Linked DNA regions of Sminthopsis crassicaudata: region 2 is linked to region 1. Evidence: chromatin contacts called from public Hi-C data. All regions are on one chromosome and are shown on one strand. The core of a region is the stretch at or near the end of the contact, and the rest is flanking DNA. Distances in the headings are between cores, read along the strand shown. Region 1 holds the start of LOC141561133 (regucalcin-like). Region 2 holds the start of JADE3 (jade family PHD finger 3).

Region 1 (4,662 bases), core at 2,046-4,545:
CTCATATTAATACTCAGTTATTGAATTAGGAACAGGATTTTTTTCAAAATCCTCTACGTAGTTCAGTTTCTGAAAGACCGTGCTGATAATGAGATTGAATCAATTTTTTCCTCAATCTTGTTCAGACATCATCCAGATGGGGAAGTCCATTGTGGTTGATACTTTGGGTGGAAATAAGTTATTTGATTAGGTTACTTAAAGTTAGGTAATTTAAAAGTAAATGATATAATCAAAGTCACAGCTCCCCAGTTCCTTATTAGGATAGGTCCATCTCTCATTGTAATATTTATTCTTCTCACTGTTAGCTAATCAGAGTTGATTGCTACCCTCAGGAAAACTCATTCTTCCAAGTGTATACAAAATATAAACCCACCACCATGATTGATCTTTAGCATTTAGGAGGGTCACTGGTCCATTGTATTGTTAATATGCTAGCAATATTAATAAAATGATTAATTACCCAGAAACTTATATCTCTCAAATTTTTTAAACGTCATAGTTTCTAAGATCCTATATCGTTAATCTAGGGGAGACAATTTTTAGATTCAAGCTATACTCCTGAATGCCATTTTTTTATTTTTTAGAATTTATTTTATTTTTAAAAAGCAGAATAAGAAAAAAGAGAAACAAAAAAGGAATACAAAACAAAATAAAACAATCTTTTTTTTTTTTTTCAAGAGAACAATCTATTCTCTTGAACATTGTCATGTGCCCAATAAAACATCAGGGAGCTTTCAAAATACAGAACGATAAATTACCAATTCAAGAAAGTGTATATATATGAAATTATATTTATGATTGTCCTTATACACTTTTTTTTTTGTTCTTTGCTCCATATTTTTTTTTAACTTTCTTCTTTTTTCCGTCTTTCATCCCCTGCCACCCCTAACCAGGCCATAGTTAAGAAAGGATATATGTATGTATATATATGTAGATATATACATACAAACACACCTCACCCTCCCCAAACATATACATACACATATCTTTCCTATGCTTGCTGATTCTTTGTTTTAATTCTACTCCTTAACTTGCCTTGCTATTACTTAACCTTACCCTACCCATGGATCCTTCCTTTGTGTTCTTCCTTCACCCTTTGCTTCCCCATATGCCCAACCCTTCCCTCCTCCTTATTTCCTTATAGAGTTTAAAAAGTGCACCTTTCATGGTATATAAGTAACGTTGCCTATTTAACCAATTACCGATGTAATTAGGTCTTCAGAACTATAACTCCTCCCTCCCCCAATGCCTCTATGTCTATTCTCACTCTGCACCTCATTTATATAACAAAAAGTTACTGTTTTTACTTTAACTCTGCCCCCATTTTTTTTTTAGCTATGCTATTGTTGATGTCAATTTCAAACATATGATATACATTTCCCATGTTAAAAAAAAAAAGCTATAAACAATTTTTCCATGTTGAATTCCTTGAAATTGATCTTTGATATTGGCTCTTATATATTAAATTTTTTATTAATTTTTCTAATTTTCTAATAAATTTTGGGTTTGGTTGATAGAAAATCTGTAAGTATTAATAAGGAGAAAGTCCCATATAACTGGCTCTTTGAACCAAGAAATAGGTTTGAATCAATAAACTAATATTTCTTTCCTTCCTTCCTAGTTATCATTATCTCCATATTTTCCTTCAGATTAAAACTTATCTCTTGTAACAACTTATGAAAAATATACAAATCAGACCATTTCTGAGAATGTATATTAATTTCTTCACCTCTAATCTATCACCTTTCTTTCAAAAGGCAGGAAGCAGGCTTCTGCCATGAATCAGTCTTCAGGTATCAATTATTGTTCATTGCTCATATCCTTTTTGGATCTTTTAACAGTTCACAGATATCAATGCAACCTTAAGGCCATACATCTGTTATCCCTTGCTCTCTTCACATGATCAACTCATATGAACATTTGTTCCCAGACACGAACATTCTTTTATAACACTTCCTATAAAGAAGTCATCCTTGGGCAATAAGTTGCTATGCTTATTATGTGTATTTGTTATAAATATTTTCTTTTTCTTTTTCAATGAGGAGAGTGGTAGTGAGAAAAAAATATTTTTCTTCATTGAAAAAACAATTAAAAAAGAAGTTGTCATTGAAAATATGTCTTTCCATTGACTTTTGGCTCATTTGAGATTTTGATTCATGATTCATAGCCATATAGATACAGTAAATTAATATTACCAAATTAAACTAAATAGGTTATGCAACATGTTGAATTACCAGCTACGCTTCTCTAAGGCTGGACAAGCTCCAAAAAGATTAGGCTAATCCTTGTGATGGGTGATGTTTTTTCTATAATAGGATCTCTCTGAAGAAAGAAGCTAGTTTAGCTCCATCTTCCTAGCCTAATTGCACAAAATACCTCCAGACAAATCTCACTAGATAATTTGACCTCATAATTCATTTGAGTATATATTCCCTGAATTTTAATAGTAAAAATATTGAAATTGATTCTTAAATTTTTAGTCATTTAAGTAATAGAACGGTTGGTTAAAAGGGTGAATTTTACTAAGATAAATAGAGGATTGAAATATATTTTCTTCCAATGATAACTAAAGTGGATGAGATCCTAATTTCTTTCTTTACCTTGTACAGAGAGCTTAACCCAGCAAAAGGTGATTATTTCAACAGAATTTCTTGGTGTCTCATAATATGGCTGGGCTACTGGTATAGCTGGATAGCCAAGTGGAAAAATAATATACAGAAATTTATGGGAAATTCCATGGCACAAGGGTAAACATTTGCTATATTTTTATTGTGTGTGTGTGGGGGGGGGGGGTTAACTTAGCAAACTCAATTTATTGGTTCTTAATGTGAAGTCTGAATTACAAATGTAAAAATCAGAGATAAAGTGCAGTTACAAAGATGTCAAATAATATAAAAAATAAATGGAAGCTAATTTTATAGACCCTTTTAATTGACTATAATAAATGCAATAATAAGCCAGAAAGCTAAATTAGAAAAGATTACTATAATGATATCAGATAGCCAAACATTATCAGGCTAACTCTTTGGGGTTTCAATGGCAGTCAAGGAGAAGAGAATTCATTAACCTTAGGTGATAGTATTACTTCACCTTGGAACTAGAGTTTTAGTCCAGGAATCTACTGCACTCAGATGCATATATGATACATTGAAATGTCTGTGTCAGTGAAAGATATCCTGGATGTAACTATTGGTATTAATCTACACAGTGCCAGTCCTGGAGACTTCCTTTGGGCCCTTGAGCCTCCCCTATCTGTTCAGTCTAGAAAGGCATATTTGCCAGAAGCCTCAAGCCACAGCTGACAAGCTCTCATGGTGATGCAACATTTAGCTGTCAGGGAAACACCCTATTTCTAGGTTTCAGCATACTATTGCTGATCTATAAAGCCTCTATCTAGTCTCTCTTTATTACAGCTCCTACAGAAGTTATTCTCTCTCATCAAGTGATATCAAACCAAATATCTACTCAGATTCCAGCTGGTATTGGCACGTACTTTCAAGGTAAGAGCCAATGTTTCCAACGCCAGGCTGTAGATAGCAACTGCCTTTGTATTCTTTCAAAAAAGTCCAGTCAGTGATCTTAAATTGTGCTCATAGGGTCATAGCTTTGGAGTTGGAAGGGCTATTAATAGAGATATGATGTACCAATGTATTTTGCTCTGTGATGGTCGAGGTCGTGGCTGGAATATTGTCCATTTCTAGATACCACCTTTTAAGAAGGGTTTTGACCAATTAAAATCCATCTAGGGGAAAAATAATGAAGATGAGGGTGGGTCTGGAAATCATGTCATGTGAAGTATAAAGTAAAAGTAATTTATGTCTCTATATGGAAGAATCATTTGAATTTATTCTTAAAATGAACAGTGATTGACAAAGATTTTATTAAAAGAAACATGCATGAAGTATTGAGAAAATTCTTTATTTTAACCTCTAGACTTCTACCCAAACTCAAAATAATCACTTTTCTCCCCATTGATTGCATGTCAGTAACCTCATAGGAAAGGTCCAGTTATACCTATGTGAAATGGTCTTTTATGATGATATTATTGGTGGATTTTTTTTTATATCAACTAGATTTCCAAAAACATCCTTTTCCCTACAAAGACACATAACCCTATAACAAAGAATAAAAAAAGAGAAAATTAGCAGTTTAGTGAATGTTCAACACTCATTCCCCCATTTCTTTAAAAGAGAGAGAGAGAGAGAGAGAAAGAGAGAGAGAGAGAGAGAGAGAGAGAGAGAGAGAGAGAGAGAGAGAGAGAGAGGTAAATTTCCCCTTCCATTTCTTCTTCAGGGCCAAGTTTGGTCACCATAATTATAGATTGTTCAGTTTTATTGTTGTTGTTCTCTCCATTTACATTTCACTCATGGTATATTCCTGATTCAGCTAACTTCATTTTGAATCATTTCACTTAAGGAGTCCCATGCTTTTCTGTATTCTTTATATTTATCCTTTCTTACTATATAGTTACATCCCATTGCATTTATATACCACAATTTGTTGAGCTATTTGGGTACAATAATTTTGAGGTCAATGGGAAATTATGCTGACCAAAAACGGTTCTTCCCCCTGGCTGTCACAGCATCTGAAATGTTGTCAGTTGGCTTTTTTTTTTTTTTTTTTTTTGTCCTCCTCATCCTCATCCTCCTTCTCCTGTTCCTC
Region 2 (5,090 bases), core at 1,156-3,655, 250 kb before region 1:
AAGAGACCATAGAGGTCATCCAGGGCAATGTGTATTTGAATAAGAATTACCTTTTCAAAATCCCAGCCTTCCACTCTTTGCTTAAAGACCTGTAATGAAAGGAAATCATTATCTTCTGGGATAATCCATTCCATTTTTGGATAGTTCTAATTGCCAGGAAGTTTTTCTTATATCATTCCTATATTTACCTCTTCAATTTCCATGTATAGTATTCCCACCTTTGCTTATATTTGCTTCTTTTACTATAGTCTAATACTGCAATATCACAAAACTTCTGCAAAGACCTCTGTAAAAGTGACACAGAGTGAAGAAAACAAAACCAGTACAACATATTGACTACCACTTTTAAAATTTAAAAGCCTCTGGCCAAATACAATAAATGACACTGGTTTGTGTATTATCAGCCACTATCCCTCTATCATGTTTTGTTATATTCAGTGTTTTGGGGGGGAATGTGTGGTAGTTGATGATTTGTCTGATGTCACATCAAAGTTTTTGAATTAAAATGTTTTTTCAAATGTAGGGCCACAGTGGTTTATTTGCTGATAGCATCTATTAATTGTTAAAGGAGCAGAGGCTTACAAAAGTCTCTCTTATAGATTACAGGTTAGCCATTCTATGATTTCTCCCCCCTAGCTTTTTACACCTCTTTGCTTTTGTATCAGTCGTCCTCCATGTATGGAATCATTTCGCTTCAACAACCCTGTCTGCTGACATATTTTCTTGCCTGAGAGGTCTGCCTCAAATGCAATTATCATCTCGAAGTTTTCCTTGATCCAGAAAACACTAAATATTTGATTTAGAGTTAGTCAAAAAGGAACTTTTTTTTTTTTACATTGTTTACAACACATCATTTTAAGGTGAGGAGGGCTAAATGACTGCACAAGATCACACAGGAGATAGGGAAATCAAAGCTGAGATTTGAATCCAGTTACTTTGCCTTCATATTCTGGGCTCCCAGTGAGTTGATAAAAAGGTGAAGAAAAGTTTTCAATCCCCAATTCAACTTCTTGATTTTCAAGCAAAATGAAATAATGTGTGCTGACTTTCTTTTCTTCTGGGGTCATATTTATGCTTTCTATTTCATTGAATATATCTTTTTCTGAAGAAAGTTTTTAAAAATCGTGACCAGAGTACATTAGATTAACCGTTTTCCCATTTGTACATAATACTTGTAACCATTTAGTGTGAAGAACTTGCATTTTGCTTTTTAATCGACCAAGAGGGTCCATTATATTTAATTATACTAGTGAAAAGTACCATGTGAGTTAATTATGATCTTAAAGGACTTATTTCTAAGAAGACAAATCTGGCATTTCATCACTTAAACACTGTTATATGTCATTGGTACTCAGGTTCTAATAAATGTATTCCGTTAAGAGCCACTTTGGCTCTATTTATTATTACATCCAATTAAAGCAGTGACCACCCCTCGCTCATCAGTGATTAAAAGGGATGATGTGTCTGAGACAGAAGCCTCATTAACGAAAACCCCGCTTTCCGGATTAGGTAACAAAACAGGTGGTTCCCCCTCCCCTTTTTTTCCTGCTCCATCTGTTCTCCCGTCCTTAACCCGCCCCCCTTTTAAACAAAGAAGAAGATAGCGCCCGTGTCTGGGAGGGGGCAGGACCCGAGAAATGACCCACCTGGCAGGGACCAGAGCAGGGCGTCTGCTAGAGTGGAGCCCTTCTCGGGAGGGTGGAGGAGGCGCGGGGACAGAGGTGCCAGTGTCCTAACTAGGAGGTGAAGGAGGCGCCTGTGGCCCGGTCCGGAACCGCCGAGGGGTGCGCGGAAAAGTTCGGGATGCCTTGCGTGTGAGTGGCGGCGTCCGAGGAGGAGGTGCTCACTTAGCGCTCGGCGTGTTGTGTGTGTGGAAGGCGGACGGGAGGCGGGCGGAGGCCGGGCGGGGCCGTGGCTCCGGGGCGGCCGCCTCGGCAGGTACGGGACCTATTAGGGGTAGGCGGAAAAAGAGTCTCCCTCAGCCTGAGCTCTCCTCCGGAGCGGCTGGCAGGAAGAGAGGGGAGCTCCGCGACCGAAGCCAGTCAATGAGGGAGAGTGTAGCTGGCAGGGAGGGAAAGGGAAGAGGCGGAGCGTGGGAGCCAGCGGTGTCAATAATACAATAGGGCTCTTGTGTGTCTGCCGCCGCCGCCGCCGCCGCCTCCTCCTGCTTGCTTCGAGGAGGAGGAGGAGGAGGAGCGGGAGCTGGAGCCCACCGGCTGCGGGGAGGGAGTGAGGGGGGAGAGGGAAAAGAAAAGGGGGCGGGGGCGCCCGGGGAGGAGACTCCGCTGCCTGCCGCTGGCAGGAGGAGTGGAGCAGCACCCGCCGAATAGGCAGGCAGACGCGGGCGGTCGGGAGAAGGGAGGAGGTGGAGGAAAAGGGGAGGGGTGGCGGGAAGGGAGGGGAGTGGGGGCTAGAGAAGAAAGCCAGCAAGCCCGGGCAGGCGGGGAGCGAAGGAAGCGAGCGTGGGGCAGGAATGAGACCGGGGAGAAAGCCCTAATTCCGCACCGGACTTACTGCACAGCCCTCGGCCAGAAGGAAGCCCGCCCGTATAAAGCCAGAAGGTAAGGCGCCCCGGGAGGGGGGGGGTGCCGGGCTGGAGAGGGAGGTAAGAAGACAGGGGAGGGAGGAGGTTGGGGGACCGGCCGCCTCCTGCCCTTGTCGGCCTCCTCCTCGGCCGGGGCCTGAGGGTGGAGAGGAATCGGTGAGGGAGGGAAGGAGGGCTGGAGGGTGACTGGTGCTCCTGCGGCCGCTGCCTAATGGAGACGGTGCCCGTGCAGCGCCGGGAGCGGCTCTGGCCTCGCGCTCGCCTTGCACGTTTGGGCTCCTCCGGCGGCTCGAGACTGGCGGCGGTGCCCGGCGGGTCGGCCGGCCGGCCCGCCCTCTGCCGCTCTGCCTCGCACTGACCCCGCCGCCCGCCCGGTGTCAGCTCAGCCCCGGCTCCAGGCGAGCCTCCTCCGCCCCGGCTTTGGGGGGCACACGAGATAGAGACCCACTATGTGTGTGCGCGCGTGCTCGTGCTCTCATGTGTGTTTCAGTCCTTGCACCAGGCTGGAATTTAGCGCCGGAGCCACTGCGGCTGCTTGGCTTGTGCAGGGGGAGGCGGGGGAAGAGGAAGAACAGGGCTGGCCGCCGCCGCCCCTCACCCCTTTCATCCCCCTCCCCCTTTTCTCCCGTGTCATCTTAAGTATCTGGGCCCTCACTCACCTCCTCCTGCTCCTCCTCCTCCCGGCTCGCTGCTGTCCTGCAGCTCGGCACTCTCCTCGCTCTGTCTCCACCCCCTTTCCCTCACGCCACTCACCCTGTTGGCTTGGGGCAGGCGGGCTATCGGACTGGAAGCTGGAGGGCTGCGGCCCAAACAGCGGCGGGAGCAGCAGCCGGACCCCGGAGAAGAGGACCGCTTTGTAGAGTCGGGCCCCGCGGCCCGCGGGATGCTCCGGACTTTGGGGGACTGCTGAGAAAAGCCGAAGTAGAAGAAAAGGGGAGGAAGAGAGAGGGATTGGGAGGGGGCGCAGTAGGGATTCTGAGGTTAGAGGGGTCGGGGGGGGGGGGGAAGGGGGGAAGGAAAGCACAGAGTTTTGAGCCACTTGCACTGTTAGCTCTCTCGGTGGGAGAGTGTTAATTTGTGCCCTTGAGTGCACCAGCTGTGAGGTCTCCTAGTGCCAACAAAGAAATAGCAAGAGGCAGCTCCGTAACCGGCAGGACTTTTAACTTTCCCTCCTTACGGTCAGCCACTGTTGTTCTTGAATTAGTGTGGCCGGCCTGCTGTTTCCACGAGTGCTCACGCTTGGGAGAGCCCCGTTTGCAAAGACATTCTTCAACCCTCCGGGGCACTGGAAACTTTTCCCCCCGACGTGCGTGCTCGGTTCTTCTGCACTTGGTTTTTGCTTCTTTCCTGCAGGAATGTGGGACGGTCTATTTAAAAATAACCCTTCCTTTTGAAGCCAGATGACAGTAGGTGAAGTGTGCTTTAAAATGGTACAGGACAGCTCATTAACTTCAGCATGTCTCCGTGCATTGTAGGAAGAGAGGGTGGTAGCTGGCACTCGTTGTTAAACACTTATCGAAGGTTTATTAAGTATTGCACTTGGCTGAGCGTGATGAGAAATAGGCGGATGAATAAAATACTGCTCCTGCCCTCAGTTTAAAATCTGTTAGATAAGAGAGATGAAGATGATGTAAAACATATAAATAAATACATTGCAGGAATTACAAAGTGCTTTAAGAAGTCAGGAGGACTCTGATTTGACAGTAAAGGTAAGAGATCTAGGAAAGTTATACGGAAATGATGAAGTGTATTAGACAGCTATATAAAATCTTTAAAGAAGAAATCCTAATATCTTTTGGTGGGGGAAAGGGAGAGAGCATTTCTTTACATCCTAGTAGGAAAGGAAAAAAAGCCATGCATGTTAAATAATTACGTTAGGACTTTTTTTTCAGGAAGAGTAATTGCATGTTCTGTCAAATATTTAGCTGATCTGTGGCATACTAGCAAAGATTGTAGGAAACTTTTGGGGTTATTTCGGATACTTCCTTCCCTTCCCCCTCCCCTAATTGAATTGTAAGGAAATCCTTTGCTCCAATTGTGTGAAAGTTTACTTTTATACATTTAGTTCTTCAATAGAGGATGAAACACTTCTTGACTTGCCAGAACCTCTGTATCCAAATCCTACGTTATATGGTTTTATAGGAAATCCAAAGAGATGTGATTATTCAACCATTTAACTCCACAGCAGGGCTGTAATGCTGAAATGGTAAACATTACAGAAAGAAGCCTTGGAGGTGAGAAGACCCATCTGTCTTTCCAGGAACACAGAAATTGTCATCTCGTCAAGGAACCCGGCTTAAAGCTGCCCTTAAATCAACCCTCTACTTCCTACAGTCTGTCAAATGGATGAAAAATAATTTAAATAAAACTAATTTGGACAAGTATGTTTTAGTCTAAACGGACAAGTACATTTTTTTCCCATCATCAATGATTGTGATTAGTTAATGACTTTTTTGGAGAACTTCAAGATTGATCAGGAGTATTTTAATCATGACTGGAGTGAAAGCAGTCAGGCACATATTATTACTATGACTTTACAGATGAA

Evidence for each region. A called contact is a pair of places that touch in the nucleus more often than the background predicts.
Region 2: a Hi-C map of fibroblasts shows a contact between it and region 1, with 4 times the contacts expected there. The contact joins the promoter of JADE3 here to the promoter of LOC141561133 in region 1. A contact is called at or near these places in 2 of 2 Hi-C or Micro-C datasets (fibroblasts and hippocampus).

What each region holds. Positions count from the first base shown.
Region 1 is chr3:242,034,653-242,039,314 of ASM4859323v1, reverse strand. It overlaps LOC141561133 (regucalcin-like), which reads left to right and starts at 3,295. Exons shown (of 7, transcript XM_074300274.1): 1 at 3,295-3,500.
Region 2 is chr3:242,282,910-242,287,999 of ASM4859323v1, reverse strand. It overlaps JADE3 (jade family PHD finger 3), which reads left to right and starts at 2,405. Exons shown (of 12, transcript XM_074300279.1): 1 at 2,405-2,561.